Linked DNA regions of Mus musculus: region 1 is linked to region 2. Evidence: chromatin contacts called from public Hi-C data. All regions are on one chromosome and are shown on one strand. Each heading gives the region's core, a stretch centred on a gene start, on an enhancer-like site or on the middle of the called end of the contact. The rest is flanking DNA. Distances are from core to core; before and after follow the strand shown.

Region 1 (4,316 bases), core at 750-3,249, 310 kb after region 2:
ATCAGTTCTCACCGTCTACCACATGAGAACCAGGGATCAAACTCAGCCTGCTTGGGAGCGAGTGTTTTTTTCTTCTGGGAATCTCGCCGGCTCCATTCCACAATTTTGGAAGCGAGAACATCAGTTTGGTGTGGATTAAAACACATCGCAGGGACTCTATGTTCTCAGTGATCAGGAGAAAGGAACACGAATATCTTCCTTTCCCTACCTCATGTCACAACCAGCCTTACGTCCTTGTTAAATCCATCCAAGAAGCAGAACCGCTATACAGAATGTGGTGGGCACTCCTTCTTCATGCCCACTGAAGGTTTAGCAGGGTGGGCCCTCCTGAGCTCTCTGAGCCTGCCCTGTAGGGGGTGTGTCAGTTGGGAGGTTATCCAGGTTAGTCCTCCTTCCCCTTTCCTCCACCTCTAAGGCTGATGCTGCAGCCTTCCTCCCTGCCTGCTGTAACAGGCTCATCAGTGCCCTGCCTGGGGAGCTCAAGGAGAGCACCTCCCTCTCATCCCCAGGCAGCGCCAAGAGGACCGCTCCCACCAGCAGCATCCTGTAAATGGCGCTACTAAATATTTCATTCAGGCTTAACAACTCAATCTGCCTGCCATTATCCTGAGGGCCCCCGCAGCCCCCCAACCCCTTTCTGATTAACAAAGTAGCTGGCCGGGAAGATCTGCCGAAGCCATCATCGGACGGACGCTGTGTTAGCTGGTGCTCAGGGCGGGCTGGGCTGAGGCTCAGCATTAAGCAGGAAGCATCGATTGCAGCATTAGCTGGCTTTTTACATTCCCAGGCAGACAATGCAAGTACCTTCAATTATCTTCAAAGCAACTGAAGGGAAGGAAATTGGTCTTAGATGTGGTAAATAGACTCCACAAAGTCCGCTGAAGCATGCAGAGATGTGCGCACTGGGGACAGAGAGGCCTAGCCAACAAGCCCCTGCCATAGCTGCTCAGAATACAGACAACTATGGCAGGGGTCCCGTGCCTGTGAGAACATAAAAGGGTGTCCCGGCCAGGCTGTCAAATGCCAAGGCAGCTGTGGGAGAGATGTGACCCTAGGAGAGCAACGAACCCTCTCAAGGCTCATTTTCTATATTAGTGACTATTTGGGCTAATGGCAGCTACTTTACATGGAGCTGATCTTGATTTCAGGTTTCTGTCTTCTTCAGGTTGCCCACCTTCCCCTGCGCCCCCTCCCCTCGCATCCCCAGTTCTTAGCATGCGGTTAGTTGTGGGGGTTCAAGTCTACACTTCCCACTCTGCTAGCTGCCATTGACATTGACAGTGTTTGTTTTAGGGAAGGGGCGTGGCACCGCTAAGAGGCTGGTGAAAGCTTTGTCCATCTGCCCATGGAAGAGCTCACAACGGCACAAAAGAGTGGGATAGAGGTTTGAGCCTAGCCTGGACTACACCAGTGAAACCCTGTCTCAAAACCAAAATAATCCCAAGAGTCAAAACAAAAATAAGTGCCTAAAACACACAAAGACACAATTTCCCTGTGATTTCAAGATTTCAAAGAATGTAATGAGAATGAAGCTGGAATCCCTATACCAGTGTTTGCACCCATAGACGACGTGTGACTCACAATCGGAATATGTCTGCGGACTGCTTGAATAACTTCAAAGAGGCATTCCAGCTCTGTCTGTTTAGAATTCAATTCTATTCAAAAAGCATCCGGGGGAGTGCTTACTGTGGAGAAGGCTCTGGACTGGATCCTGTGGAGAATACAAGGATGCGAGTCCCACCCACAGGGCAGGGAATGAGACACAGAAACACAGGGCAGGGACTCTAGAGGTTACAGTTGAGGTTCATCCATTTGAAGGGTCCCCTTGCTGACCTTCCAAGAAACAACTCCCGGGGGTAAGAGGTTTGTGTCTTCCCGTTCAGGCTGACCCTGGAGATTTTAGTGGGCAAACATTTGGGACTGACTGAGAGAAAAGGAGAGTGCGTGGTAGTATGTGCTGTATAGGTTCTCACCCTTGATGCTGGGTAGAGCGCGAGGGCCCAGCAGCTAACACCTGCTCAGTGCTGTCCAGTACCCCTGCTGGGTTAATCTATTCAGCAGGGGCATCATTATGCATGGACAATTTACATAATTTCACCAAGCCTCTGATTGCAGGGCGCTCAAGTGCCTATTTTGGAAGCTGGCAAGAGAGTATGTCTTTGTCTTTTCAGGCCATGGAGAGGGTGCGATGTGGGAGGCCAGACCTGCTTGTGTAAAGCTGGCCCTGCTCCTAGAACTGGCTCTCTGGGGCAGAGTCTACGAAAGTGAGCGGAAGTTTCCTCTCGGGGGCTTGTTTCAGGAGAAGTAGCCCATTCCCACCCCAGCCTGTTTCCGTTTCCTTGCTTGTAACGACTTCCTTTTAAAAGGATAAAACCCCTCGTGGACGTTTTAAGGAGTTAAGTAACTATCAGCAATGGCTCCTGTTGGGGCTGTTTGGATTTGAAAAGAAAATACTGAGATGTAAAGATATCAATATTTAATTGTCTCTCGAAGCCTGCATTTACAGCAGGGAGTAGCAAGTCTTTTCTGAGTGCATGGGCACGTGTGCGTGTGCACCCCAGCATGTGAACATGTGTGCGTGGTGGTAGTGGCTGCCACGGTGGGGGTTGTTTAACAGAGGAGAAAATTTCAGGAGCCTTATGCATAGTCACTGTCATTTCTTATTTAACTCTGCTCCCCATCTCAAAAAGTAAGGGCTGACAGGGCATGAATTCTTTTTGATTAACTCAACCAATAAGTGCAGGACACTTGGGTGGCCCTTCTTTGCCCATAAGACAGAATGAACCTTATAAAAATAGAAGAAGTTTGTGGAGCTGCCTGATGCCATAGCTCCCACTCAGATGCTGGGCTGTGAGAAAGGCTGGCCTAGGCAGGGCTCATCTTCCCCCGCTCCAACCTTGCATGGTTCCTGGAACATGACAGATGCTCAATAAATCCGTGTTGAGTGGTTGTTGGACTCTTTAAGCATTCCCTCTAGCTTTGTGGTCATTTTCTGCCCACACGGCTTCTCCCAAATGCTTGGCAGTTTCCCAGAAAAAGACACATACATCCCAGAGAAAGAAAAGAGACTCAGAGTAGTTAATGGGGCCCTGAGAGTATAGAAAGCTGGACTAGGAAAAGGGAGAGCCTAAAGCCCTGTGATCTCTTTCACGTGGTACCATTAGAGAGTTTTGTATGAGACCCTGGAAGGAGCTTTTGGTCTTCTGGAGAGGAGAACTGTGAATATTCACCAAAGGAACGTTTCAGGGGAGGAAGGAAAATGAGGTTCTCCACCGTGGTGGGCAAGGACAAAAATGGTCCCTACCTCCTTGTAATATATGTTACGAGGAGCTCCTGCCTCTGCCAACAAAATGTCTTAGGCTAGGTAATCTGTACATGGTGGCTATTTCTTTTTCATAGTTTTGCATGTTGGGAAGTCCAAGGACAAGGTGACAGACAGCAGGCTGAGTGTTGGTATGGGTCTTTCAAGATGGCATTTTTGGGAGATTCTCTAGAGGGGCCAAATGCTTCAAGAGGCAGATGAGGTGGGAGGGGCAGAAGGGGCAACCCCTTCCTAAAGCCCCTTCTGAAGGGTCCTAACTCCATCAGTATGAACTTTGTCCCTTTTAAACCACCTCTTACATGCCCTGATCCTTAATACTATTATGTGGGGAATTAAGTGTAAATACATGAATTGTGCCCATACTTAATTTCATATTACAGACACCCCCATCTTATAAAGATGCTGGATAAACCTTTGTCAGGGGTCTTCAGGATTTTCCTGAGGTATCAGGAAAGAATAAAATGGCATGCAAAGTAGAAACAGAAAGCTCTTAAATGTGTCAATGATGCCTTCACAATGTTGAGGCCATACTCAGCTTATTTCCTTTGGAGGATCTTCACAGATTCCAGGGAGAAGTCAGGCAGGTTAGAAGAAGGGGCATGCTACCTCCATGTCTGTGGGTGTGTTTCCAAATGTATGATAAAAGAAGAAGAAGAAGAAGAAGAAGAAGAAGAAGAAGAAGAAGAAGAAGAGGAAGAAGAAGAAGAAGAAGAAGAAGAAGAAGAAGAAGAAGAAGAAGAAGAAGAAGAAGAAGAAGAAGAAGAAGAAGAAGAAGAAGAAGAAGCAGCAGCAACATGGGAGCCCCTTTTCTTACTTTCTAAGAAGGAATCTTCTAGAGTGCTTTTTGAATGTGAGCAATAGCTCCTCCCTCCCTGGCTGTGCAGACAGCAGTGACATTAGAACAACTTTCCATGTAATTCTTTACATAGATTTCCAAGGGATTTTTTTTAATAATATCATTTGTTCAATTCAATTCTAATGAATATGGATTAAT
Region 2 (4,864 bases), core at 1,541-4,040:
TGTTTCCATTCTGTCTGTGCTTGGAGGGAGGTGCACAGGGCTTTTGGACTCCTTGACAGATAGCATTTGGTAATATCTGTAACAAAAAGCTTCTTCTAGGAACCTTTTGAGGGACTTTTCCAGACAAATTATTAATATTTTTCGTTCAGGAATTATTTAGCTATTCCCTCTGCTGAAAAAAAAATCACTTTTCTTTTAGTCATTGATGTCTGTACTTAGACACAGTAGGTGGATTCCGTTGTTCAGTGTGGTCATTACAGCTTAATGCAGCCGTTCTCAACCTGCAGGTCGCAACCCCTTCAGCGAACCTCTATCTCCAAAAATATTTACATTATGGTTCATAACAGAAGCAAAATTACAGCTATGAAGTAGCAACAAGAATAATTTTTATGGCTGGGGGTCACCTCAACACGAGGAACTGTATTAAAGGGTTGCAGTGTTAGGAAAAGTGAGAACCATTGGCTTAATGCATCTTTATGTTTCTAGAGTAACAGAGATGTTCCAGAGGTCTCTAAAAATGAGACCTTGTACTCATTTGGGCCTCCTTGCCCTCTTGCTTTGGCTTTACTATTTCTAGAGTTTTCTCTCTGTGTGTCTCTAGATTAAACACCTGGGAGACTGAGCTGTTACGATGGCATTCAAGGTCTCCTGGAGACAGGGACAAGGGGACTTCAGGATATGTTTCTCGCCCATCCAGGCCTGATGACCCCAGTGAGTCCCTTCTGGTTGCTAGAGCGGGATCTGCCTAGCTTCTGTCCCATTCTCAGGTGGAGACAAGGAACCAGAACCAGGGGTTGGCATAGCTCAGAAAACTGGACAGAGAGGAGGGTGGTCCATGCTGTTTTGTTGATCTCAGTTCCCTTACAAGTACCCGATCACACATCTGCACTGCATCAGCTCTGGGCCATCCCTCAACCCCTCATGCTACCTGCCTTCTCATCATAGTGGTCATTTCTCTTTCCTTTCCTTTCTTTTTCCTTTCCTCCCCGCCTCTCTCTTTCTTCAGGGTTTCGTGTAGCCCAGGCTGGCCTTGACCTTACTATGTAGTCAAGGATGACCTCAAACTTCTGATACCCTCTCCTCCACCTCCCAAGTGCTGGGATTGCAGGGGTGTGCCGCCATGTCTGGTTATGCAATGCTTGGGGTTGAACCCTGTGCATGCTGGGTGAGCACGTCTCCAGCTTATAGCACTGCCCTTTAAAAAGGGATGCGGGCCTCACACTCTCCAGGGAGCACTCCCCAAGTCATTCATTCACTTATACAACATGTGTTCACGGACAAGTTTCCTGCGTGCGACCACAGACACTGAGACCACCTTAGCACATAGGACTGTGAACTTCCTGCAACACTTAATGTGGGAGACAGATTGCAAGCAGAAAACCAGGTGCTGTGGGTGACAGTTCCAGTCAGAGTCAGGGAGAACCCTGCTGTTCTTTCAAGAGAGGCCCCTTCTTCATGGGAAGTTCTAGTTCATTTTGGCCACCAGCTACTGCTGCCACGTTGGAGATGTCTCTGAGCCAATTCTCCTCATCTGGGCAAGAACGCGTCCCTTTCTATTCTAAGATGATTATGTCTCCATTTAAAAGCAAATTTGCCTTCAGACAGATTTACAAACAGAAATTATATTTCCAGATGGGCATTGTAGAAATGTAGGGAATTTTAATTAAGCTTAAAGAAAAGCAAGAGGTAGGGGAAGAGATGGCTCAGTCAGTAAAGTGCAAGCCTGAGGACGCGAGTTCAGATCTCCACACCCACACAAAAGCCAGCTACAGGAGTACAGTCATAAGGAAGTGGAGACAGGAGGATTGCTGGGACTCAATGGCTGCCCAGTCTAGCTAAGCATAACAACTCCAGAGTTAGTGAGAGACAATGTCTCAGAAAAGCAAAGTGGAGAGTGATTAAAGAAGTCTTCAGATTTGACCTCTGACCTGTACACACATGTACACAGACACATGTACATACACATACATATACACATGTACACATATCTACACATATACATATAAATACACATTCAGAGACACACATATGCACACAAAGTGTCCACATATGTACACACATGTACACACATATACATGTATACACACATAATGCACATACTTCACACACTACATGCATACCATGTACACATGCCACATACACATGTAATACACATACACAACACACACCAAACACACACATTAAACACACCATACACATTCTCATAAACACACATATGTACATACACACATTCACACATACACATGTACACACATATTTATACATACAACACACAATACATACCATACACACACACACACAAATATCACACACAAAATACACATATAACAAACAACACATACTATACAAACCACACATACACACACATACCACACACATCACACACACACACACACACACACACACACACACACACACACACCCATCACTCCCACGTCCACTTTTCAGGGGCAGCACGGGCCTGAGCTGGTAAAAGCCTGTGATTCCCTCTCGACTCACCTTCCTGTCTCTGCCCTGTGCTTGGCTCACTGCCCACCCAGGGAACCTCAGAACCCTGGAACTTTGGGACCATGCCATCTCCAAAGGCCAAGGGGCCCTCTGTGGGTCCTTGCGCGCGACTGGTGTCTTAGGGATGCCTTCTGTGACCACTGAGTGTCCCTCTCCCGGGGGAACTCATAGGACAGGTGCACCGGGAAGAAGGCAGGCTGCAGGTACCTGGTAGGACCCTAGGACCGGCGCTGGGACCCGGCTGCCCCGCCTGGCAGCTGGGAAGCAATTCCGTGAGGGGCCGATAGATGGCGGCACTACACCGCTCCCAGCCCGCACTGCAGACACCGGCAGGACCAGGGCCGGCAGGTGGACAGGTGTGTGTGCTGGGCCCAGGAAGGGTTTGCCCTTTTTTATTCAAAGCTCTGGAGGTGGGCGCTATGGCTTTGGCCTGGTTCCATTGAACATGTGGCTCTTGAGGCCGCCATACAGAGCGACAGGTAAAATCGCTGCACACTGACAAGAGTTCAGCCCAGACTGGAGTTCCCACACTGCCCCCTAAACCTCCAGGGTTATTTGCTGTATCAGAGCAGAGCAAAGCAGGAGCGGGCCCAGAGACCCTAGCTAATCCTGTGGGGGAAGGACAGAGGCAGAAGGGACAGAGAAGGCTATGACACGTGGCTCCGTTCTCTCTGCCTACCTGCCAGGTCTAGCTCTACCACTTACTGGCTGGGTTACCTTTGGGTAAATTACTCAGCCTCTCTGAGTTTTCCCATCTCTAAACAGAGAGCAATGACGATAATGGCAGGTTTGATTGTTTCTCTTTTAATGATAGCCCTGAGCCCACCTCCTTGGACTAAGCCAAGAAGAAGTATTTCTTAGTTCTTACTTCTCAGCATTCCCTGGCTCTCATCATCTGCATGTTTGCCGTTTGTTTTAGACAGAGTCATGTAGACCAGACTAGTTTTGAACGCACTTGTAACCAAAGATGACCTTGAACCCTTTCTTCCTGTCTCTATCCACGCCCACCGCCCCGCCCCGCCCTGCCCCTGCCTTGCAACTGCTAAGATTATAGGTGTGCTGGAATCATACCCAGAGGTGCTGGGATTATACCTAGGGTCTCATGCATTCTAGGCATGCGCTCTATCGTCTCAGCCCCAGCCCTAGCCCCCGCCACAGCCTTTTTCTGAGGGTGGGGGTGGGTGAGGCGGGGCTGGTGTAGGCACACACTCCAGTGAGGCATCCACTCTTATTAATGAACAAAGTGGGGCTGCGGAGATGAAACACATCACTTACGGGCCACACTGTCACAGGCTGGGATCCAAACAGGTGTCCAACCCTGGACAGCAGGCACCTGTCAGGCCCCCTGCTTGCTTTTGTTTAGCTGCTTGAGCCCTTCCCTGTGGCTCCCACCCCAGCGGCACTGTCTGGGTGATTTGGGTGCTTTGGTGATGTTGTTTGGCTTCTGAGCATGTGGGGCAAAGGGCAGGCCAGCCTCAGCTGCCCTGGGGTGGGTGTCCTCCGCACTGGGCAGGAGAGGAAGGAGGCTGATGTCAACTCCAATGGTGGCCCCTCCCCTCCAGGGCTGACTTGTTAGGCCAAAGGCGCTGGCACCCTAACAGCGCCTGTCAGACGCCAATGAGTTGATGAGGTAGAAACTGGTTATTAAGTGTAATAACAGTGGTTTGGTTTTTCCGCGGTTCTGCCCATAAGTGCCTAAGTGACAGCTGGCTTGTGCCACCATGCTGCCTTTTAAGTGGCCCGAAGATGGGGCATTGGGAGCAGGTGGAACTCTTCTAAGGGAGCCTGGAGGGGCATCTGAGCTTCTTCTGGGGGGCTTTTCTGGTCTCAGTGGGACAGCAAGTCTGACTCTCGAGACCTGGTCAAGACTGGATGAAATGTGGGGATTTGGAACTTAAAACTATGCTACAATGTGTCCCAAGACCTTCTAAGGCCCACTTTGCCCTGTAGCCTGTTCCCAGGGCTTAGGTGGGAACTCTAGAAATTTGGGGGTGGGGTGGGGGAGACCTGTACTTTTTGGGTTCCATTGTTTGTGATCCCAGGGCTACTTTTTAAGGAAATCCCCACTCCCCCCACCCCCCGGCTTCTCCATACAGAGCTAAATTTATCTGGTTCATTAAGAATATAACATTGTTGCATCACAGGTAGAGACATATTGTCAGATGATGAAATGTGTTATACACAGTAGACTCTTAGAGGACCCTGTCATCTGCCACCGTGGCAGTGAGCCTGGAAGACAGTAGACTGAACTAAGTCCCAAGACAAGGGCTGCATGATTTCAGCAGTGTGTGTTTGTGTGCATGTGTACACACATGTGTATGCATCCATATCCATTTCCATGTGTGTGTGTGTGTGT

Evidence for each region. Hi-C and Micro-C count contacts between places; a contact is called where the count stands out from the background.
Region 1: a contact with region 2 is called in a Hi-C map of cerebral cortex, with 3 times the contacts expected there. The contact joins two enhancer-like sites. A contact is called at or near these places in 3 of 484 Hi-C or Micro-C datasets (cerebral cortex, embryonic stem cells and ventral hippocampal neurons), 6 of 115 datasets of contacts at active chromatin or transcription factors (embryonic basal ganglia, embryonic forebrain, embryonic midbrain and 3 more) and 3 of 9 other capture datasets (embryonic stem cells, embryonic tail and embryonic trunk).

What each region holds. Positions count from the first base shown.
Region 1 is chr9:46,701,777-46,706,092 of GRCm38.p6, forward strand. No RefSeq gene overlaps it. Among named protein-coding and RNA genes, the nearest start is that of Gm22805, 74 kb to the left of the region's middle. Within about 2 kb of position 2,000, at least 31 of the 459 cell types and tissues checked have an H3K27ac peak or open chromatin away from gene starts, as enhancers often do. A contact at or near this core is called in cerebral cortex, where this site is marked.
Region 2 is chr9:46,390,296-46,395,159 of GRCm38.p6, forward strand. The region is part of intron 1 of Gm31432 (a long non-coding RNA gene); the gene reads left to right. Among named protein-coding and RNA genes, the nearest start is that of Gm31432, 3.3 kb to the left of the region's middle. Within about 2 kb of position 2,791, at least 16 of the 459 cell types and tissues checked have an H3K27ac peak or open chromatin away from gene starts, as enhancers often do. A contact at or near this core is called in cerebral cortex, where this site is marked.